2 separate regions of the Siniperca chuatsi genome follow, and region 1 is linked to region 2. The links are chromatin contacts, called in public Hi-C maps. All regions are on one chromosome and are shown on one strand. Each heading gives the region's core, a stretch centred on a gene start, on an enhancer-like site or on the middle of the called end of the contact. The rest is flanking DNA. Distances are from core to core; before and after follow the strand shown. Region 1 holds the start of psmd1 (26S proteasome non-ATPase regulatory subunit 1). Region 2 overlaps psmd1 (26S proteasome non-ATPase regulatory subunit 1).

Region 1 (6,775 bases), core at 3,086-5,585, 41 kb after region 2:
CCGCAAATTCTGGATCACAGAGGAGAGGAACTGCTGGCTGGCGCTCTCATACAGGTCAAAGCAGATCTGATAGGCCATCAGCAGGTTGTCCTCCTTCACTAACTTCTCCAGGATGTCACTTACAGCCTGCGGGTCATCCAGGAATATCAAGCACTAGAGAGGTGAGGAGAAAAAATTATTGGAGAGTGATTTTAGGTTCTGACTTTCTGACTTGTCTGTTCTGTTAGGAGAGGTGTTTCTATTCTTTAGCCTACCCCCATTGATATAATGGGGTGGCCAAAATAATAGAAACACCTGTCAGTATAACGCCATACAATTCAACAGCACCACAAACTACAGCCTCGAAAATTACCATAAAGTTGAATCAACACCACTCTAAAATAGTTTAAACAACTAAACATTATAACCTTTATGAAGGTAGGATTTCCTGCAGGGCTGTTGTATTAGACTGCAATAGTTTCAGCTAGGTGTATCTAATAAATTGGCAACTGAGTGTATATAACAGCAACATCAGCAGAATAAATATCCAAACCTACATCAAACAATGCAAGCAGTCAAAAAATTACATTCACAAAGTGTAAAAGAACATAAAATAATAAAATTCCCAGACAACAAACTAGGGCTGAATGACTGGTTCAAAAAGCACCGAACATCAAAATGTTGATTAACTTCTTGAATGCAAAGAGAATGTGTCCTAAAAGTATCCTTACAAACCAGGGTTTGTGTTGGAGAAAATATAAACTCAGTAAATCAAATATGTTATACTAAATACTAAAATATGTTATACTAAATACTAAAACTGATTAGAACATTTTAGAACCAATATATCACAAGAAGGAAGGATGGAAGGATTCATTACATTGGTCAGGTTATTCAGGGAGATGATGCATACAGTGTTTTTGAGGATCTGATTGTTACCTGACAGACATTGATGAAATCAGGTTTCTCCAAGTTCATGTAGAGCTTGACCAGCACCCGCAGCACCTCATTGCGGAACTTCTTATTCTGCATCAGGGACATGCACACCTTCAGGCTGTAGGCAAGGAGACCACTCACATCATTCTGCATGAGAGGAGAAAGAAAAAAGTAAGAATTATCAACATATGTCATAACAAGGAAGAACAAATTCTGTACAATCAACAGCAGTAATCAAAATCTGGACTGTACAAGTTATGTACTGTAAAATTCACCAGGACAAACATTTACTGTATTTAAATGAAGTAATTCTCGTAAACTCTGTCAAAGTTTTGGGGCATTATCATGCAAAGTATGTTAGACTCTTGTACTAGACTTGGGGTTATTCTAGTGAGTATTAAAGCTAGCAGTAGATGTTATAACAAACTAATCTTAAGTCAGCTGTGAATGACAATAGCGGCTTACCGATTCTAAGATGGTCTTCTCAAACATGTCAAGTCGCCTGGTCTCCAGGGCGATGCCAATGGCCTGCTTGTACTTGTGATCGTCTAGGCAACGCAGGAACATCTTGTTGACAATGCCCTCGAGGCGGGGGTCGATGCTTTTCTTCTCCTCGTCCTCTGGCAGTTCGGCATTCTCCACCCGCAGCTTGGTGTAGTGGTCAATGCATTTGGCTAGCAGCAGACAAATAAAAGGGATAAAAAGAGGGGTTCCATTTCACTGAATTCAATGATGTAATTCAAGTCAATATCTTATTCCCATATGTAATTCATTGGCTTTCTCTACCAGAAAGCCCTGGTAGGTTTGTAAACTGGAGGTAAGAAACATGTTTTTTTTTTCCATTTAAGTTATTTACTTCACACTGGCAAAAGTATCAGTGTCACAGCAGTATCCAAACAACAGAAATGTCACAATAACACTAAAGACGCAGGTAAATGAGGTCAAGTATTTTCACTCACCAATGATGGTCTCCACATATTCTGAGTCATCAGTGACATTGAAGAGATCTCCAGCTCCAAGAGCATAGTTCAGAGATTCCTCAAAGGCTCCGAGGTGGTAGAAAACCTTAGAGGCCACCAGGGCAGCAAATGCTCTGCTTCGAAACGTCTCATCCTCATACAGGACCTCGCTGTGAGGAGACAACAGATGGTTACATAAGACTGAAAATTTGGGCTAGCAAGAAATCTTTTTTTTTTTTTTTTTAAATCACTATTGAATGTAAATCATAAAATCTAAATGATATGTTCTCTGTCCCACAGAGCAGTTTGTGCCACAAAGCAGCAAACTTTGAAATTAGGAAGGATGCAGAGATCTGCTTAAGAAACCTTCTACTCAATCATACATGCTGGAAGAACATTCAGTACTCTACTTGTGATTATGAGGCACATTGCACGCTGGACTGCCCTGCTACATTTCGTCTGCATCTAGTGTATCAATACTGTCTTGAATGTGTCACCACTTGTAAGGCAGGTGATATTGTCACGCAACTAGTATACTTTGAATTAAAGTGAATGTTTCACCCGACTACAGAGAAAGAATGAAACTAGAAGCTTAAGTTATTGCTGCCTAATGTAACATTCTTATGTCAGTTATAGTATCCAAGATCATCAATAATACTTACATTTTATCTACTGATCCAGAAATTTCAGCCCAGAAGTCATTCACAATGGAGTTTAGCTTGTGAAGAGCAAACTCCTGCAAGTGAAACAGAGATGTTGTAGATACATTATTTACATGACATTTCTGTGTTAACAGACACACACTGCATTTTTTCATTACATGAGATCCAGTTTATTTACTCAATATCTTCCATAGTTTGGGGCCATGAAGGAAGCCGTGTTCAAGGTGCAGTCAGTATCGAGCTTGAACTTCTGTGTTATCATCACTCAAGTCTTATACTGGAAGACTGTAGAACGTTAGCTCTTAAGAAGGCTGACTACAACCACGATTATAAAATCCCATGGCCCATCTTGCACTGGAATTCAAACCAATGAAAGCAAATGCAGTACAGACAGATCAATAAATACTGTATGCCTTCAACTGTATGTGCCTCCTTTTCTGTAGAGAGAGAACATCATGCCACACTTCAAACCTCTAAGGAAACCTCCAAGAGCCACTCTTCAAACTGACATATAGTACTTTAACAAATGTGATTGAGTGAAACAGTTCTCGAAATTAAAGTTGTATTTAAATAAGCTGCTTGGTGTATTGCATGCATGACAAAAGGCTTTACAACTGGCTCCTTAGTAAACATTTCAAGAGGAGCCAGTGTCCTAAAATGAGTGCACTTCTGAATGGTGTTAAATTATCTCTGTATGGGAGCTAGCCATCTTCAGGCACCTGGTCCACCACTCTACAACCAGTTCTTACCTTGAGCTGTGGCTCCTCCTCATCAAGGAGGGAAATAATTCCAGCTAAAAAAAAAAAAAAAAAAAAAAAAAAAAAAATTACCATATAACATGTTACATATAACATGAGGGTTTAAGGACTTACATATTCAAATACAGTAATTGTTCAGAATAATTCCTTCATCAACAGACGTTAGATTCCAGTTGCATTTGATTAAAAGTTTACCCATTCAAAATAAATTTAAAGTTTAAAGTGGGATTATTCAAATACTAGGACACCAACTATATTTAATAAAAACACCTGCAGATTATAGCTAACTCCACAACTAACAGGAAAATCAGATGCTAAAAACATTGTAACGTAGCAGAAAGAACAGGTTCAATGGTCAAATCATAAGCTGTTTTGCAAAAAACTAATACACTGACAGTAGGACGTATTAAGAGACTAAAACTGAATAAAGGGATGTGATCATTTTAACACGTGTTTCTTTGGGAATTATTTCCAAGATGAAAAACCATTCTTGTGTTTATGTAAACATAAACTTGAACACCATATAATCAAAGCTGAATAGCTAGGACTCTGTAACTTACATTGTACTGAGGAGTTGTACAAGACTGTTAGCATTAGCGTTAAATGAACTTACTACGAAATCCTATATTTTAACAGCCGGGCAGTGAATAAAATCGTGGCCTAGTTATACCACAGACACATTGCGAAGAGTTCTTCCTTCCTGAAAAATATTTTGGTGGATTTATTAGCTATCACCGGTTAACGGCTGACAGACAACTGCTACATTAGCTGTGTGACTCAGCTAAATCAATGGCAGATAGCTAAAGTTACGGCTAGCAAAATGAGAACACTTTCTACGACTCACCGGCAGATGTTATCATGATTGGCTCTTTATTCCCTCCTCAGCCCCACGATCCTGGTTCGACGGTGGAGTTCCGTGTGTTTTTTTAGGGAGATAAAGAAAATAAAAGAGCTGTAGTATGTGGAAAAAGCACTGCAGTAAAACAAACGCAGCCCCCGCTAACTTCTTTTTGTCCAATACCGCAAGTCCCCTTCTAAAGGACCACCGAGTTGGCTGGCCTCTTTTTAGCCTGATTAAAAATACACAGAAATGTAATATTATCCATTGTATCCTCGTAGGTCGGATCAATTCGTAGTATCTTAATGAATATTATATTACGCGTTCTCATTGCATTTAAAAGGAATTATGGAAATACAGTTATTGAACGTATCCGATTTATGGACTGGCTTTTCTAAAAGTGGCCTATCGTGAATCAGTTATTTTGCCTCTGTACAGTTTACGTCTCAAACGACGATGTTCATGGATATCGAAGGTACAATGTGGCTGTGATGCCAGTAGTATAACAAAATATATGACAGTGATTAAGTACTGTATACCCAGTTGCCAACAAATCTCCCAGTATCCTATTTTTAGTCTGTTGAAATGATAGGCAGAGAATGTCCTTTTTAACACTGCTGCACACGCACACGCTTAAATGTGTTTATTTACATATTTATTTAAATGTACATACCAGTAGCATACATACATACGTAAAAAGTAGTTTTATCAATTTCTGTTACAGATAATGCCATTGTCAATAGCGCTCATCTAAGGAACGCAATTCTAATAAATTAAAGCGAAAAAAAATATTCACATTGCTTGACCATGGCTGGATTAAGCTGCTGGGCCCCTATTAATGAAGCAGGACCCCACTTAAGTACCTTATTATGTCAGTTGATGTTGTGCTTTGGTGATGTATATTCTCAAATAAATTGTCAATGAAATTAGCACAAACCAGATGACACACAACAAGCCTGGGGCTTTTGAGGCCACTGGAGTTCTGGGCCCAGTTGGTAATCCAGCCCTGTGCTTGACTAGGCTACTACCATCATGTTAAAGCAGTACTTTTACTGTTAACTTTCTAGCCTAGCCATACTGCAGTTTCAACGTGTACCAAAATAACAGACCCATCTATATCTAGGCCTATATCCAGAAAAAACAAGAAAAAAGAAAAACTGTTGTTAAATGATGTGATATAGTTCTTTTGACTAACTGATCAACAGTTACTTAAATCAGCCCCAAACACACACAGAAAATCCCTTTGTGACTAACCATTGTACATCAAAGACAAGGTGTAAATCAGCAGGATGGCAACAAATTTGACCATTTATACACACATATTGCTTCAGGGAGAGAATCATGTTGGCTCAGCAGTGGGAATATTGAGCACCATGAATAATCACTGTAACATGTAGTAAGGCTCTGTAGCACCATGAGGCTAACTCTCTCTTCACAGTAAAAACAGGATTGTCTACAGTGATATGCCTCCAGCCACAGATCATGTGTCATGACATCAGCTGCCTCCAGCTGATTCTCCTTCCACAGGAGGTCCAGCAGACAGGGCATTGGTTTTCAGAGGGATGCTTTCCTCTACACTCCCAGTGTCACCTGAAAACCCCCCCCCCCAACATATTTACTTTGAGTTTAATGAAATTAACATGATGTTAATTGTATTAACACAAGTATTTCTCTGCTCTCTCTATATATGCAAAGTGTTGAAACAAGGTGTCAGTCATGGCTAAATAAATTATTTCACATTATCAGACAACACTGTTGTGTGTAGGATCAATCTGATGGCCAACGCATTCCAGAAAATATTTTCTTGTTAAGTTTTTTTTTCTTTCAACTTGCCTTATGTGCTTCAACTTCAGTCAGTGATTTCCTGAATTTCCTGAGTTGGGGGTAAGTCACTGTTTTACCAAAATGCTAAATATTTTGTAGCCACACTGCATTCTGGCATTTTGAGGATAAACTGGTCTTTTTTCCCCCCTATATGTGACTATTGATCATCACTACATGCAATCTGATCCAAAGAGAAGCCCATGAAGAGTGAATGTGTGAATGTCTTTGTCTGTCTGTTGGCCCTGTGATAGACTGGTAACCTGTATCCATACCTTTTGCCCATGTAGTGCATTTTGGGTTAGGTTCCAGTACACTGAGAACCCTGAACAGGACTAAGATGGTGTATGGAATGGATGAACAAAAGAAAAGTTGAAAGAAAATATCCTGTAGGACTGGAAATTCCTGTATAGCTCAGTAAAACTGAACTTCGGGACGATGCTGCTACCTCTTTGCCTGCTGGTTGAAGAGTTGCTGGCCTGGCCTCTGGCTCCTCTTCTCTGAGGCCAGAACAAACATTGGAATGGCCAGAAAAGCGGGTTCCCTCTATCCCTGGTATTATCTGAAAGGCAATAATAAGCGTTTAACAATTTGGCAGCTTATCTAAGAGCCTAATTGTTTCATGAATGCTCCTTTTGTTCCCAGGTCTTTGCAGCCATGCCTGGGAAGAAAAATGTGTGCACAAATGTGTGGTCTTGTGAATGTCATGGACTGACCTGCATGGTGGAGTGCACTAACAAGTCACGACAGTGTTTGCCAAATATTCCTGCAGGAACTTGCACTGTGACAGTGCTCATTCACGAGTTTACAATGATCTTATCA
Region 2 (6,226 bases), core at 1,242-3,741:
AGACAAATAAAGTGGACATCAAAGTTACAAACTAAATTCACACTTTGTTTTACTATCCCTCTGCTGCGGCTCAGAAAGGAAAAACAAAGAGGGAGGGAGTAGAAGTGCAAAGAGGGAATTTAAGACTACAGCGACTAACTTTGGAAGATTTTTAACTACCTCATATTAGCTTCAGCTGACAGGAGAAACAATTACAACGACCAAAAACAGGTTTAATGAACATAATGGGCATTTAGTATGAAGATACCAACTGTACTCCATTTTTGATTCAAATTAAGACTCTTGTGTCATTGCTGACACACTTAAGGACATACATGACATGCGGTGGTGGAATGTAAGTACATTTACTCAAGTACAGTTCTTAAGTACAAATTTGAGGTACTTGTACTTTACTTGATTCTTTTCTTTTCATGCAACTTTCTGCTTCTATTCTGGGAAATATTGTGCTTTATACTCCACTACAATTATCTGACAGCTTTAGTGAATAGTTACTTTACAAATTAAGATTTTTACACACAAAACATATGAAAAGTTTATAAAATATGTTTTGTTATAAATTAAACTACCCAGAGTTATATACAAGTACAGCTACAGTACAGTCGTTTAATCAATTAGCTGATTGACAGAAAATTAATTGGCAACTATTTTGATAATTATTAAGTCACAAACTAACATTTCATGGTTCCAACTTCTCAAATGTGAAGATTTGCTGCTTTTCCTTTCAATTATTTCTGATGGCATTTCTCACTATTTTCTGAATTTTTACAAACCAAACAATCAATCGATAATCAATTAATCCATAGTGAAAATAATCATTAGTTGCAGTCTGATACAAAATAGTTCAAAATAAGCTCAACCTTAGCCAGCTACAACAGTAAAATCCTGCTTTTACATTAATGCATGAGTAATAATAATCTAATTATATAATAGTGTAACAGTCACAGGAAATCTTTCTGCATTGAGTAGTTTTACTTTTAATACTTTACATTTTCCTGATTATACTTACATACTTTTATTTAAGTAACATTTTCAAAGCAGGACTTTTACTTACGTACATACGTACCAGAGTATTTTACAGTGTGGTATTAGTACTTTTACTTAAGTAAAGGACCTGAATACTTCCTCCACCACTGATGACATGTGAACATGCAACTAATGAGCTGAAGGAGACCTGAGTCTTGATAATGTACAAGGTGCATCATTAATATATCGTGTCTTCACCCCAGTTACTTTTACAGTTAATGTGCCAGACTGTCCAGACGCCTTTGGGCAACCTAATGGAATGATTTTGACATTACTCTAAATAAAAGAGGCATCACTACGTACTTCAACAAGCATAAACAAAATGAACTCTGTCTAATGCTGTTCAAGTCTCTTGGTGCTTTTATGATGAGAAAGGTCAAGGACGGAGTATCAGACAATGGGCGCCCCCCTCACACCAGGCCAACATCCATCCTGCACCCCCTCCTGAACCCCAGTGTTTTGTTCACTGGAGATGAAGAGAAGTTGTCTTAACTGCTTTCCAAAGATTCAGCTCCACACTGAAACTCCTCTCCAAAGATATTATATAAAATACTACAGGACGCTTTACCAAAATATATTATAGGAAACAGGTTATATTTTCTTTGGGATGAATTATTCTGCTGCAAACAAAGTGCATTCAGAAGGTATTTAGACCCCTTCACTTTTTGTTATATTGCAGCCTTATGCTAAAATTCATCAGTCTACACTCAATACCCGATAATGACAAAGCGAAAACAGATCTGTGCCTCGACACAATCCTGTCTCTGCGTTCTGCAGGGAGGACGTTTGACCTCATGGCTTGGTTTTTGCTCTGATGTGCATGGTCAGCTGTGAGACCTTATATAGACAGGTGTGTGCCATTCCAAATCACATCCAATCAATTTAATTTACCACAGGTGGACTCAAATTCGAGTGTCATAGCAAAGGGTCTAAATACTTTTGTCAATGTCATATTTTAGTTTTTTTTTTTTTATAAATCTGAAAAACTTTCTAAAATCCTCTTTTCACTTTGTCAGTATGGGGTATTCAGTGTAGACTGATGAGGGGGAAAAGGAATTTAGCAAACGGCTGCAACATAAATGTGCTGTACAGACGCTTTGGTTTAAGCCCCCCAGTCCCCTCAGGACTGGTTCTTTGTAGGCCTCTTTGGTAAATTCATCCATGGTCGACCAGTCTTGGTTACCACTAAATACCCACAGCTGTTATGCTATGTTGATACCAGTTCAATGCACTATCACAAGAATGGTGCACTCATCTCTATTTGCCACTACATGGCGTAGATAAGTTACAAAAAAGTCCGCTCGTGTTTGGCACTTCTCCAAATGTGCCAAACATCCTCTTTTCCCTACATGGAGAGGTTTTTTTTTTTTCTTTAAAAAAAAAAAGGGGGGAAGGCTTTCACTGCTCACTGTTGACTCTGTTTAAAAAAAAGTTGATTTGGCTCTATTTGATTTTAATCAAAGCGTTAAATAGTACACAGCCAGGTCAGCTCAATTAAAAGTTTAGAAAATAATTCTGAAGTGTTAATGATTTGTGCTTACAAAAAAGACCACAAACACATGATTAACTTTGTATTCTTAGAATCAGAACTGCATAAACAAACGTTTCAGTTTCAGTTGACAGAAAGTCTCAGATAACAAAACTGACTGAATCAATCTGAAGTGAAAGTAAACAAGAAAAGATAAAGTTAAAGTGACCAAACAGAGTTAGTTTTCTCTTCATACATTTTAGTACTTAAGGGCAGATTTTCATAGTTTTCCTGACTTTTGACCTTCTAGACACCCAGAAAGTTATTTTCCTTCAGGCACACTCCTCCCCCACCACCCAGAGTTGTATAATATGTATACAGTAGACTCAGCTCACTGTACAGAGAGACTGCTGGGCAGACTGTAGTGGCTGCTGCTGAGTGCTGAAAATGTAAACCAGTCTAAATGTATGGGATTAGAGAAATTCCCTCAATGCACGCCTGGTGAAATATCCACTCAAATAAACACACACATTCTCCAATATACATCATTTTTATTGTACGGACAGAAAATTATACAATTTGAGAATGTAAAACATTCCCTGTCTGACAAATGAGGAGCCAGAACAGGAAAGAAACGTGTAAAAGAGGAAGTGAAGCGGGGAGGTGGATGGATAGATGGATGCACAGGGGTGGGGGGGAAGAGACAACGCTGGACCGACATGCTGGGATCTGACTTCTCCTGATGCCTGAGGAGAGAAAAAAACAACGCTTAGAGGTGATTTACTTCATTTTAACAATCCAAATACCACAGTCCTTGTTAGGACAACGCCGTGCTCCACCCACTGAGCTGCAGAGGACCAATAAAAAGTTTTTACGCCACATTCATGTCAAAGGATGGACGGTAGAGAGATTCCCATGTTTACGACTAGCAGAAGTTCACATCATCAGACAACTCAAGACTGAGGGTTAAGAATAGTTTGCCTATTAATCTGGTTTACTTAGCATTAATGACAGACTTTGGCTGACATGTGGAATCCATGTTTGTTTGGTTTTCAGACACTTGTGCATTATTGAGCGCCAAGTCAGAGATATCGGAGCTTTCAGAAACAGTTTCCCAGTCATAATTACGACTTTGATGTTGACATTTTTACAAATCAAACTCTTAAATATGGTAAATATGAAATGACATGAACGTGGCATTACATTACAGTTTACAGGTGCCACATGTCCAGTAGGGTACAAACACAGTAGAAACATTAGATGCTGAATAGCTGCCACCGCACAGAATGACCGTATTGTATCTGCTGGATAAGATGGTTTAATCAATTTAAAAACTCACTGTCAGCAACAATGGTATATAATCTATTTAAGAGAATGAAGTCTTTGTTTTGATGAAAGTTCTTCATTGAAGGTCTTTGAGTGTGCATTGTGTCAGCTGTGGAGTTTTGAATTGAATTCATCTTTATTATTATTTTGTAACTTAAAGACCATAAATAAAATTAAATAAAAAATAATAATTTAGCAGCTTAACCAGCTACAAAATAATAAGTAAATGTCAAAAAACAGATAAAAGCGATGACCAAAAAGGTGCAGGCTGATTTTTATGATCTACCCTTACAACAAAACAAAAAAGTGTGTGTCCAATGTACCGTATGTACACGCTACACAGTCCAGACAGATTTAAGGCACCAAAAACTCAAGATGATGTTGCAACATCTGGTTGACAGCACACCTCTTAACTTGTCATAGCAGGAAAAGCCCAGGTGGGCTTAGTTGTTAGCCATTATTAATGTTATTAATTGTCTGCTGTAAAACAGTGTCTATAGTTTATATTATATCTCAAAGTATTTAAAAAAAAAAAAAAGTAAACTGTGAATGAAGAACTGCACCAGTTCTGCCCCAACCATCACAATCCACACACTTGTGGTCCATGTTTGTTTGAACTAACAAGTTAAGCCCAGTCTGTACACCACAAAACAGCCCTGACAAGAGCTATTATCAGGTAGATGAAGTGAAAAAACCTGAGTGGGTGGAGCATGACTATTTAGGGGCTTAAGGACCATAAAACATGCAATCAGTGGAACAGATTTGCTCAATCTGCTGCGACTTAAAACATTTCTTTTCTGGGCATCAAACCTGTGATCTTCCATAACGGCTCGGTCACTCTAACCACTTGGACGCCGTGCTGTCTCTGGCACACAAACCTCGGCCATGAAGTCAGTCTGACAGTGATCTCTGCAGTGTTTAATCTGTCACACCGCACTTGAACCTCATAAAGAGATGACATAGTATGCACAGAGGCCCTAATTTGGTCATTGACACCTCATCTGTCTCATCACACGCAACAGCGAGCTCCTACATCGGAGGCAGGCTGCAGCCAATCCAACACAAACACAACAAGCAGCCAGGAATCATTAAGCATCCCGCTTCATTGGCGAGTGCAGGCAGAAGGTTTGCCCTCTGAGCTGGCGTTTGGAGATGGCAGTGGTGTTTACATTCCTCAGTGTCAGTGATGGCTGAAACTGGGTTAGGCTTGGAAACAACAGTACAGACCTGCATTGTGTTATCACATAACGTTACTTACTATAAAAAATGGCCCGACAGCTATGTGGAAGTGCGTAGAGGTGTTGTCTGCAGATCAGTGACATAGTATTATAATATGTAACTTTAAGTGTACTTTCACACTGCGAGCAGCCACGCTACCATACTTCTGTCCAATAGTTTGATTTGCTAGTTGTGAAACAAATGCTATTGTGGCATCTGGGTCTGCTAGCTTCAACTTAGATGTATGACTTTTAAAAACCTAGTAGAAGGAAATTATAAATTGAAAATTAAGGCAGATTCAGGTCTCCCCACCTCTGTAAGGACAAAATGTCTATTAAAAACACATTTAAGAAATGAAATGTCATACATAAATGGTACTTAAGAGCTCTGTAGGCATTTAGTTTAGATTCGTTGATTTAAACCTTAAAAGTTCAAAAACATTTGAGGTGGGACAGACAGTTTAACAGCAGCCATGTTCTCTGTGCCAAAAAATGTGGAAACGAGACCAGTGTGGTGAATATCAGCAGACACTTCAGGTTTGCTTAAGTTATGAATGAATAACAAGGCTCAGGAATAATTTCTGTGAGCATACCTTTGCTGTGAGAGCATTTCTACTCGTCGATGTACTCGAAGGGCTCGGGGGGCTCTGGTTCCTGCTCTTCCTCCTCGATTTTGGGGCCGTGCGCAGAGACGGGCTCCACCAGCTCCTCCTCCTCCTCACTGGTGTCCCTCATTATGATGATCCCGCCTGTATGGAGCTGGTGACAGACATGAAAAATCAGGTTGAGTGTCAACACTTGCCGATATACTACAGATATTTATGGCAAAAGTATCCTTGCTCAAGGTCAACAGAACAAGCTGCTTTGTATTTGTTCGCGTCTCACTCTTCATTCTTGACAAGGATGCTTATGTAATAGCTGGAAAGAAACTGAGCTCAGCATTCACAGAGTGCTACGGTTTGGATAAACTACAATGACCAAGCAGAAAGCAGATGGCGCAGCACAATTAAAGAGGAAATTCTTATGGTTGTGACAAATTTCCTCTCTTTACCTTTAAGTACTCTAACCCCCTATGAACCCTGCCATTTCTCCCACTTTTCTGTGGACTGTATGTGCATTAGTTAGTAATTATTTTGTGGTAACTTGATTAAGCACAACTTTATTCATGAAGAGCATAGTAAGAGATAGATAA

Evidence for each region. A called contact is a pair of places that touch in the nucleus more often than the background predicts.
Region 1: a contact with region 2 is called in a Hi-C map of liver, with 1.8 times the contacts expected there. The contact joins the promoter of psmd1 here to the enhancer-like site in region 2. A contact is called at or near these places in 2 of 3 Hi-C or Micro-C datasets (liver and skeletal muscle).

Annotation. Positions count from the first base shown.
Region 1 is chrLG6:14,020,375-14,027,149 of ASM2008510v1, forward strand. It overlaps psmd1 (26S proteasome non-ATPase regulatory subunit 1), which reads right to left and starts at 4,336. Exons shown (of 25, transcript XM_044201085.1): 1 at 4,139-4,336; 2 at 3,286-3,329; 3 at 2,537-2,610; 4 at 1,875-2,044; 5 at 1,381-1,589; 6 at 919-1,062; 7 at 1-153. The coding sequence starts at 4,154. LOC122878366 reads right to left here. Exons shown (of 6, transcript XM_044201093.1): 5 at 6,402-6,515; 6 at 4,761-5,722. The coding sequence ends at 5,628.
Region 2 is chrLG6:13,980,905-13,987,130 of ASM2008510v1, forward strand. It overlaps psmd1 (26S proteasome non-ATPase regulatory subunit 1), which reads right to left. Exons shown (of 25, transcript XM_044201085.1): 24 at 5,628-5,793; 25 at 3,026-3,237. The coding sequence ends at 5,647. Among protein-coding and RNA genes, the nearest start is that of htr2b, 7.6 kb to the right of the region's middle. Within about 2 kb of position 2,492, the one cell type or tissue checked has an H3K27ac peak away from gene starts, as active enhancers do. A contact at or near this core is called in liver, where this site is marked.